Regions from separate parts of the Mus musculus genome. Here region 2 is linked to region 1. Evidence: chromatin contacts called from public HiChIP or PLAC-seq data. All regions are on one chromosome and are shown on one strand. Each heading gives the region's core, a stretch centred on a gene start, on an enhancer-like site or on the middle of the called end of the contact. The rest is flanking DNA. Distances are from core to core; before and after follow the strand shown.

Region 1 (4,346 bases), core at 1,038-3,537:
TATTATATATACATGTTCATCCATAATATTTATTACACATATGTGTGTGCCCGTGATACTAAACATAGTATTTCTCACATTTTCTTCATTATTTATACATGTGTATGCTATGTATTATATATACATGTTCATCCATAATATGTATTACACATATGTGTGTGCCCATGTGTGCACATGATACTAAACTTATAATATTTCTCACATTTTCTTCGTTTATACATGTGTATGTTATGTATTATATATACATGTTCATCCATAATATGTATTACACATGTGTGTGCCCGTGTGTGCACGTGATACTAAACTTATAGTATTTCTCACATTTTCTTCATTTATACATGTGTATGTTATGTATTATATATACATGTTCATCCATAATATGTATTACACATATGTGTGTGCCCGTGTGTGCACGTGATACTAAACTTTAAGGTTCCCAGATGCAGGAGTGATGGTGCGCTTAACAAGAGCCTCCTCCAGGAGAACGTAGTCCAGTTCCTACACTTCCTGCTTAGCGGGTGGAGGCAGGGAGCACTGTATGGCTGAGAGTATGCAGACAGATGTGCTCTGCAAACGTAGCTTTCAGGGTGCTCATTTAGCTGAAAGAACTTTTCAAGCTTCGGGGAATAAGGAGAAGCAGGCCATTGCATAGAACCACTTTCAAGTTACCGGAGAGCAGCAGGCAGAAGCAAACTGTGAGTGGTATAGCGGTATACGTCACTTTTCCATCTGAAGGCGCTCCAGGGTTTGAGTAAAGAAAATGACCTGGGCTAGAATTTATTCAGCTGAGTAAGGTGGGATAAAAGTCTGTAACAGATCTGAGGGTGTTCACTAGCTGACACCTCACCTTTAGCAAGTCTGATGAGTCTCTTGTGGTTGTTTCTGGGTTGAACTTACAAAATTTGATCTACCCAAGTGGTGTCTCTACATCTCAAATTTTATTACTCATTGCCCATATTGTCTTGGGTTTCTGTGCTTCATAGTCTATTTGATCTTTTGAGCCTATACATTTGTTTCAATCTCTCTACTGGTGGCTGAATTAAAAAAAAAAACAGAGCAGTAATACTCAATGGAAAATCCATTTTTCAGATTTGCTACAGTGCAGGAGTAGAGGGCACACGTAAGTCTAACAGGCAGCCTTTGTGATGTGTTCAGCAGGAGAGGGTTTAGGAAGTTAAAATCAGTAATTTCATAGGCACTGAGGTTATGCAACAACTGGTTAAAATCATTGCATATGATGAAGAGTTGGCATATTTATGCATTACATATGAATATATTCATTTACATATAATATTCATATAGAAATGAATATTATATATCATGTATATAAATGAATACAACCTACTCAGCCTATATAATATTACTTGTATACATATGTTTTCAGGGTCGGGCATTTGGTATTAGATAATCAATTGGTTTATTTCTTTACCTATTTTTCTTCTCTGAGACTATTTCTTTTACTCTCTCACAGAATTCCTTAGTTGTGTGTTGTGTACGGTTGAGGCCAGTAAGCCCCTGTCCCCTGAGTTAACAATACACCTTGAGGTCATATAATACTATGACTGCCATCCTACTGTGTACTTGGCCTGCTTGCTTAACTTGATTTAAGAGAACAAAAGAACACCCAACTTTATTTGCTTTGGATTTCCAATATAATCACCTTTTACAACCTACACTAGTGCATAGCTGTAATCTTAAATTATGTACTGTTCCATGCCCCTGACCCAGAGAACAGTGTGTGTGTGTGTGTTTGTGTTATGATAATCATTTGTTGAAAACAGCAAATATGTCAAAAGAGACCTTATGCTACAAATACTTGCCATAAATGTTGGAAACAGCATAGAGATATTGTTTGATACACGGTATGTTGGCAGTATTGTCTGTCACATGGCTCAGTTGAACTCTGTGATATTTTTGCTTATAAAACTTTGCTAAAGATTTCTGTAAAGTATCTCTTATACCCCCCCTCCCCCGCTCCAGTGAGAGACATGAGCCAAACACTTAGACATTAGGCAGCATACATAAACACATATCAGACAGACTAGGGACAAACCAGAAAGTAGAAGCTACCTAAGACCAATGTATTTTTCCCTGCACAAAGAGGATTTTCTTCCGGTGAGGTAAAGGTGAATGCAGAGTGTTTGCAAAATGCCCTGAGACCGTCAGAGCAATAGCACAAGGAAGTAAGTACCTATCAGATTGGGTATAATACCGTCTTCCCAGGGCAGTGACTTAGAAAGAGAGGGCTTGGGACTGTTAAAGGGGTGTGCGTGGCAGGATGTGGTCAGCTGGCTTTTGTGCTCTTTGTAGACTCTGTGAGTCAAGTGTGAGTCATGTCATGAGAAGTCTGTGTGGAATCTAACGAACAGCCCCAGGGAATGGCAGGAACCCAAAAGCAAAGCGTGTTCATGGGGGAGCTGAGTTCTACTTCTCATGGAGAAGCTAGTGAGTAAGGGCCAGAAGCCTCGCTGTGACCTGTCCTTCATCTGTACAGTGAGCAGATTAACCTCCATCAGCAGGAGGCCTGATGTGTTTGACTTTATGTAAGTGTTGGGAATCAATGAGGAAAATCTAAACAATAGTATCCAGGAGACTAAGCACAGCTCACCACACTGAGGTCCGAGCTAGCTGACTGAGGGGTGTTGACTGTTTCTGAAAAAAAAAATGGTAGTACCTGTAATTATTAACTGATTTATTTTTTTTCTCCCACTAGAGGAGACATCATCACGAAGTAGGAAGATGTAAAGCAATTAGAAATATTCTCTGGCACCGTGTCAGCAGCCCTCCTGGCTCGTCTTCTCTAATTAAATATGAAATGTTGTAAAGTGGCTCATTCTTGCAAGTTTTCTCTTTTATTTCAATGGTGTCCATACACACTAGAAGAAAGAAAAAAAAACCCATAGGCATAAGGGTTCAAATTGACCAATCTGTAGATGCTCAGAATTGAATTTGGGTGAAAACAGTTCTAAGTTTCCAATAATTCAATATATTTCTTTTAACATTAGCTAGAAATGGCCATGTAGTTCAAGATGCCAAATGCACTCAGTATGGAGGGAGGACACTGATTATTTTAATGGATTTGTTTAAAAATGTATAGTGTTTTCTGCTTATTCAGGAAAAAATCTAACGATTTCATTCACTATCAGGAAGAAAAAAAGCAATGCATATGTTATATATTTATATACCCACAATAGATCACAACCACAGAAGTAGTCAATACCATGGATGACAGCTGGACACAGCTACATAACTGGTGAAACAGAATACCCTGCAGAGTGAAGTTGCTCAGACTGGAGACTGATGCTCCTGTGTGAGAATGGCCCTTCCTCCTCCAGTAGAATTCTATTAGCTATAAAATAATTTCTGAAAAAAAATTATGTTTGAAATTTATGGAACTTAAGTTTTTAAAATTTTCCCACTTGCTTTTACATCAAAAGCAAATCATAAGCTAAATTTATTGAGGTTAGATTTTTGAATTTTGAGAGGAGAATACTGCTATGGAGTAAAATTTAGTTTTGTGTAAATCTCAAAAGTTGAGGGGTTATTTTAAAGAGCATGGCTATAAGGAGTGTTCCATGAGCAGTTTGATGGGGAATGCCCATTGCTACATATTGCAGGAGAAAGACTTTTGGAGTTAACATCTGTTTCTTCATTCAACTTTTACCTTAAAAAAAACCAACCCACTAGTTTTCAGAAGGGGAACCAGGACGCATGTGCCTGTGAATTAATGCAACTTATTCTCATCATTCGCTATTGCTGTGAATCTTCCCAAAGTAAGCGAGCATCCACAAGCGCTGAGGAAGAAGTCATAGAGTATCGAGTGTCTTTGTTTTCTTCCACCTAGCTGGAGGAAGGCTGGCAAGCTCTCAGGATCAGGCACTCCCTCAAGATTGCAAGAGCTTCCTGGCTTGATACTGGCCAGAAATAACACCACAGAATGTTTTTTTACAATTCTACTTTTGGGTAAAAACAGGAAAGGGAGAGGCAGGTTGAAATTAAATTTAAAAATAATAAGATGGATATGAGCAGAAAGAAAATATAACCTTTTCTTTTCAGTTTGGGAAAAAATAAAAACGAACTCTGATCATCCAGATTGTTCACTTACGTGCTTTTGAGTAGGGGGATTATGGAGTGCTTTAAACATGTTCCAGGATTTCTCTTTACTTTTTCCCCACACGTGGGCTACTGAGCTAAGCTGACCGTTCCTCACTCACCTCTCGGACCTGGTAGTCACTCCACTGGAAAGACTCTCTGCTGTCTCAAGTGCTCGGTCGGAGCAGGCGAGGTGCTTGCACACTAAAGGGCCTTTGCATATTCTCAGGACTGAAACAATTGTTAATATTTGT
Region 2 (4,346 bases), core at 507-3,006, 250 kb before region 1:
TGTGTGTGTGTGTATGTGTGTGTATGTGTGTGTGTGTGTGTGTGTGTATGTGTGTGTGTGTGTGTGTGTGTGCATGTGTGTGTGTGTGTGTGTGTGTGTGTGTGCACGCCCGCGTGTGTGTCTTTTCTGTGCATGTGATTGTGGCTTCTCTCCATTGAGCTTCTTATCTGGAGTCTGGAATGATTTCCTGTGATGATGTTTTCAGAAACCGCCTGTGGAAAGTTCTGAAAAGTATAAAACAGTCTGTGTATTTTTGTTGGAAGAACACATATCATCAAAGAGTTTGTAGACCTTCAAAATCAAGGTGGCAGGGCAACTTGATGATTTTTTTTGGGGGGGGGGTCTACTTTTAATATGATTTTTCAGTTCAAAAATAACCTAAAAGTTTTTACGTTCTAGAGAAGGTATTCGTCAGTAATGCAGTCATGCCTTAATTTGTATCTTGATGTTGACATTATTATTCCAATTTATTGCAAATGTACACAGAGACCTGTTTTAACTGCAGGTCCATGAGACCATGAGCACAACTGGATGAGTTTTCTTCATAACACTTTGCCCTAGGATTGGGCCGGGCTGTCCGTCTCATGCAGGATTGCACGGGAGTGTGGGAAGGGTACTGAGACAGGCCAAGGGTCTCCCAAGCCTGATAGGCTCAGGGGCCATAGAGCCAAGGCCAGAGGTCATAATCTCGTTATCACTTAACACAGTTCTTCCTTTTTTGATACATTTTCCTTGCCGATAATTATGACACTGTAACCCTCTTTAATTATTATAACCAAATTACAATTGTATAGGGAGCTAATCAGAAGCTACTGTTGTTTTTGTTTATTGAAGAATCCCGATGAGAATATGCATGAGGTTTACTCAAGAAGTTATCACTTTAATTCAGAAGAAACATTCACAGCCATGGGGAATGAATTACATCAATATAGCCATTTGCTGAAAATATTTGTGTGAATTAACAATAGGCTTATGGTGCACAGATTTTTAGTGTTGACTTACAGTAGGAAAACTGTCTGGAAAACTGTCTGAGTGATGCTTCAAATACACATGCCTACTGATGGGCTTCGTGCTGATGTAAGAGAAGTATGGGGGCGTTTGTGGAAGGGACCAGTGTTTCCATTGAGAAGATCTGTTTCTCACACTTTGCTCAGTAACTTAAAATATATGGCACTGCCTGTGTTTGCTGAGATAACTAATTATAACTTGAAAGTTTAGAGATCTGTGTTACCTTTAAATAGTTTAGGAAAAAAAAAACCTAACAAATGGAGTTAAAACTAAACATTAATTTTTTTTTCTTGTGAGGTCAACCATATGTTTAGTATGTTGTACTAAGCAAATAAAACTTTATTCTTCATGACATCTTACAGTTCAAATTAACCAATAATTTTCTTTTTCACAGAAAAAATTAACTGAGGGGGTACCTTTGGAATGAACCACACATCGCTTTGAAGGCTGTACTCTGGGTGGAAACTAAACCACATTACCTCTATATCCCAGCCTGACTCAGAATGTCAGTACACTGAAGTGGTGTGACACAAGTTATTATTCATGACAAAGTTAAAATAGGGCAGGATGTAACGACTAGAAAGGACTGGAGGCCACATTATCCAGTAGCTTTAGTTGCTACTGAGGTAACTCGGGTTCAGAGAGAATGGCCAGACATCTGACTTGATGGAGTCTCTGCTCTGTCTCAGCTCCTGCCTTCTCCCTCAACAGTGTTCCTTTGTGAGTAACACTGGGGCTGCCAAGGAGCAGAACAGCTGCAAATGTGGGGCCGGAAACTCCCAAGATTGTAGGATTCTTAGGTCTCATCCACTGCCTTGCATGAGAAATAATCACTTGACAATTTATTTTGCCCACTGACTAACCCATAATTTACATTGAGAATGTAATTTACTAACATTTAAAATGTCAGCTCTTCTGACTCATCTTCTTGCTGCCAGGGTTGGGACATTTGTTTTGAGTGTGTGCTATAAATAATTAAGTTCTAGTAAAGCAGACACTTCCTTAGAAAGGACAGTGAAGGGTAAGTGGTTGATGGAGAGAACTCATTACACTTTGTCAGTTCATCAAATGCTTTAGCATCGCTGCCTTTCTCTTCTCATGTAAACGCAATAAGCGTGCATTGAAAATGGTTTTACATGTTTAATATGCTGAGCCAAATATAGGTGGGTTGATCTCTTCTCATAGAAATAGGGTGAAATAATTAAAAGGTAAACAAGTGTGACAGGTCAGTAGAGACTGTCAGAACGATCGGCTTCTAGAAAGTTTTGTGTAATGAACAGTTTTAGCTGAAAGACTAAATCCCTGAAAAATTAGAGATACACGTAGTGAGTGATAGCTCTCATTTATGAACCTACACATCGACATACATCAACATTTCACGACCACTTAGGATTTTCCTCTTTTTAACTCTTACGCTGAGAAACAAGTAGCCCTGTTTTAGCCTGTGTATCTAGATAGAAAAGCCTGCTTTCACCTGTTAGGATGTGAAGTGGTCACATAGCACGGATGTATATGCTTAATAAAAAGGAAAAGGGAGGAGAGAGACAGATTATTTTATATAATTGCTTTCCTATTATAGACTAATTACATGGATTTGAGATCAAAATTTGAAGTTGTTTTTCTTAAATCAATCTTTTTGCCAGGCCTGGAACATTTAATTTCACTATGTATTACCAATAATTAAGTAATCTGAAAGAAGGCATTGCTGGGATTTTAAGTTTCTGCTTTGAACATTGCCCCTGTTTTCCAGATTTTAGGAACTGAAAACTGCATGTCTTCTGTCTCATGCCGACTCTCTGTTTACCGCATTCACAGACTACTTGAACAAAACATAACACAGTTGGTAACCCACAGTAGCTTATTGTGTTCCAGGAAGGCTAATTGTGGAAAAAGCACTGTGCCAGGCATTATGGGAGAGTCAGAGGGCTCTACAGCAGACGCCGCTGGTAAGGCTGTCATAATCCCTCTTGGAAGCACCATGTCACAGTCTGAAAAAGGCCTTAGTGTGGAGAGTCCATCATAGCATGGGGCAGTAGAGGAGGTGGGGGTCTTTGTCTGAAGCCCTTGTTGGACTATCGACATTTGTCCCTAGGGGCTGTTTCAGTAAGTGATATTAAGATTTCTGAAGGTCAGAAATTGGCCTTTTTTTGGTTGGACATGAGACTATTCATTCTTTTTACAATGGCTAATGTGGTGGTATTTGCAGGATGAAAACCTGCTCTCTAACTATTTGAGAACCAGTCTTGAAAACTGTTGTGGGGGGGGGGGGGGAGGAGGCTTCAACAGGTTGCTATTCCTTGGATCTCTTTTGGGTGGACGTTTTGCAAACTGCTTCATAAGGGTCTGAGTCTCAACAGCAGGACCCATTTGCTGTTTATCTCCTCAATCATTAGCATTCCTTCCTGGTCCCCAGAAGGAACTGAGTCAAGTTCTCTTGCCTGAATAAGGGCCCGTAACGCCAGGTTAAAGAATTTGGATTTTATTCTAAAGATAGTGGATAATATTGAAAGACAAAATAGTTTATGGGGAGAAAGACAGGTATGTGTGGTAGGGTAAATGCGGTCAGTGCACATGCTATATTTGAAAGAAATCTTGTTTCTGAAAGCCAGCAGCATGGAGTGAATGTCCAGCAATCAAAGGGATTCTAGAGTAGGAGTAGGAATTCTAGAACAGCTGGAGGCAGTTAGCGTGTTCATGTCCTCTTGATGTCCTTTGAGTTAGAGTGAAGAGCAGTTGATAGGTAATGATGTCCCAGACCGGTGCTGGTCACTTGGCAGGTCTCACTCTGTTCGTCTTTGAGTGCAAGGTACCATTTACAGCTGATCTTCACCAGTGTTTTTCAGGGTCACTGAGACGAAGCAGGATTAGGTAGGCTTTAGTTTTCATCCACTCCGCAAACACCTGCCTATTTACTGTGTGCCTATGGTGATGTCAGTGTTGACTCCACAGTGTTAGCATGACAAACTCTGCGTGTTTACTGGTCTAATGTCATTTGGAACCCTAACAGTGGTTCACCAGTCATGAAAAAGGAAGTTTCCTTTATTCCATTTTATCCTTAAACAGTATCACAAATGGACATCAGGGTGTAAGGATCCACCTTGGACATTGTGTATAGTGGAGGAAGCTATGCTGCTTAAAAGTTTGATGCCTACTTAATAATAGTGATTATTAAAAAGTGATTTTTTTCTGATGCCTACTTAATAAAAAGTGATTTTATAATGAGATGCCTATATGTGAGAGTTTAGGGTCAAAAATGCATTGTCACTGCTGTTTAGTATTAATATCTGACAATATTCCAAGGAGCATACCATGACTTGATTTATTGATCAGTTAGAAGT

Evidence for each region. HiChIP or PLAC-seq counts read pairs in DNA pulled down with a chosen protein or histone mark.
Region 2: a BATF HiChIP or PLAC-seq map of CD8 T cells shows a contact between it and region 1, with 5 read pairs. The contact joins two enhancer-like sites. A contact is called at or near these places in 1 of 484 Hi-C or Micro-C datasets (cerebral cortex) and 4 of 115 datasets of contacts at active chromatin or transcription factors (CD8 T cells, fibro-adipogenic progenitors, memory CD8 T cells and 1 more).

Annotation. Positions count from the first base shown.
Region 1 is chr1:138,346,627-138,350,972 of GRCm38.p6, reverse strand. No RefSeq gene overlaps it. Among named protein-coding and RNA genes, the nearest start is that of Atp6v1g3, 75 kb to the right of the region's middle. Within about 2 kb of position 2,287, at least 160 of the 459 cell types and tissues checked have an H3K27ac peak or open chromatin away from gene starts, as enhancers often do. A contact at or near this core is called in CD8 T cells, memory CD8 T cells and pancreatic cancer cells, where this site is marked.
Region 2 is chr1:138,593,706-138,598,051 of GRCm38.p6, reverse strand. The region is part of intron 1 of Nek7 (NIMA (never in mitosis gene a)-related expressed kinase 7); the gene reads left to right. Among named protein-coding and RNA genes, the nearest start is that of Nek7, 24 kb to the left of the region's middle. Within about 2 kb of position 1,756, at least 73 of the 459 cell types and tissues checked have an H3K27ac peak or open chromatin away from gene starts, as enhancers often do. A contact at or near this core is called in CD8 T cells, memory CD8 T cells and pancreatic cancer cells, where this site is marked.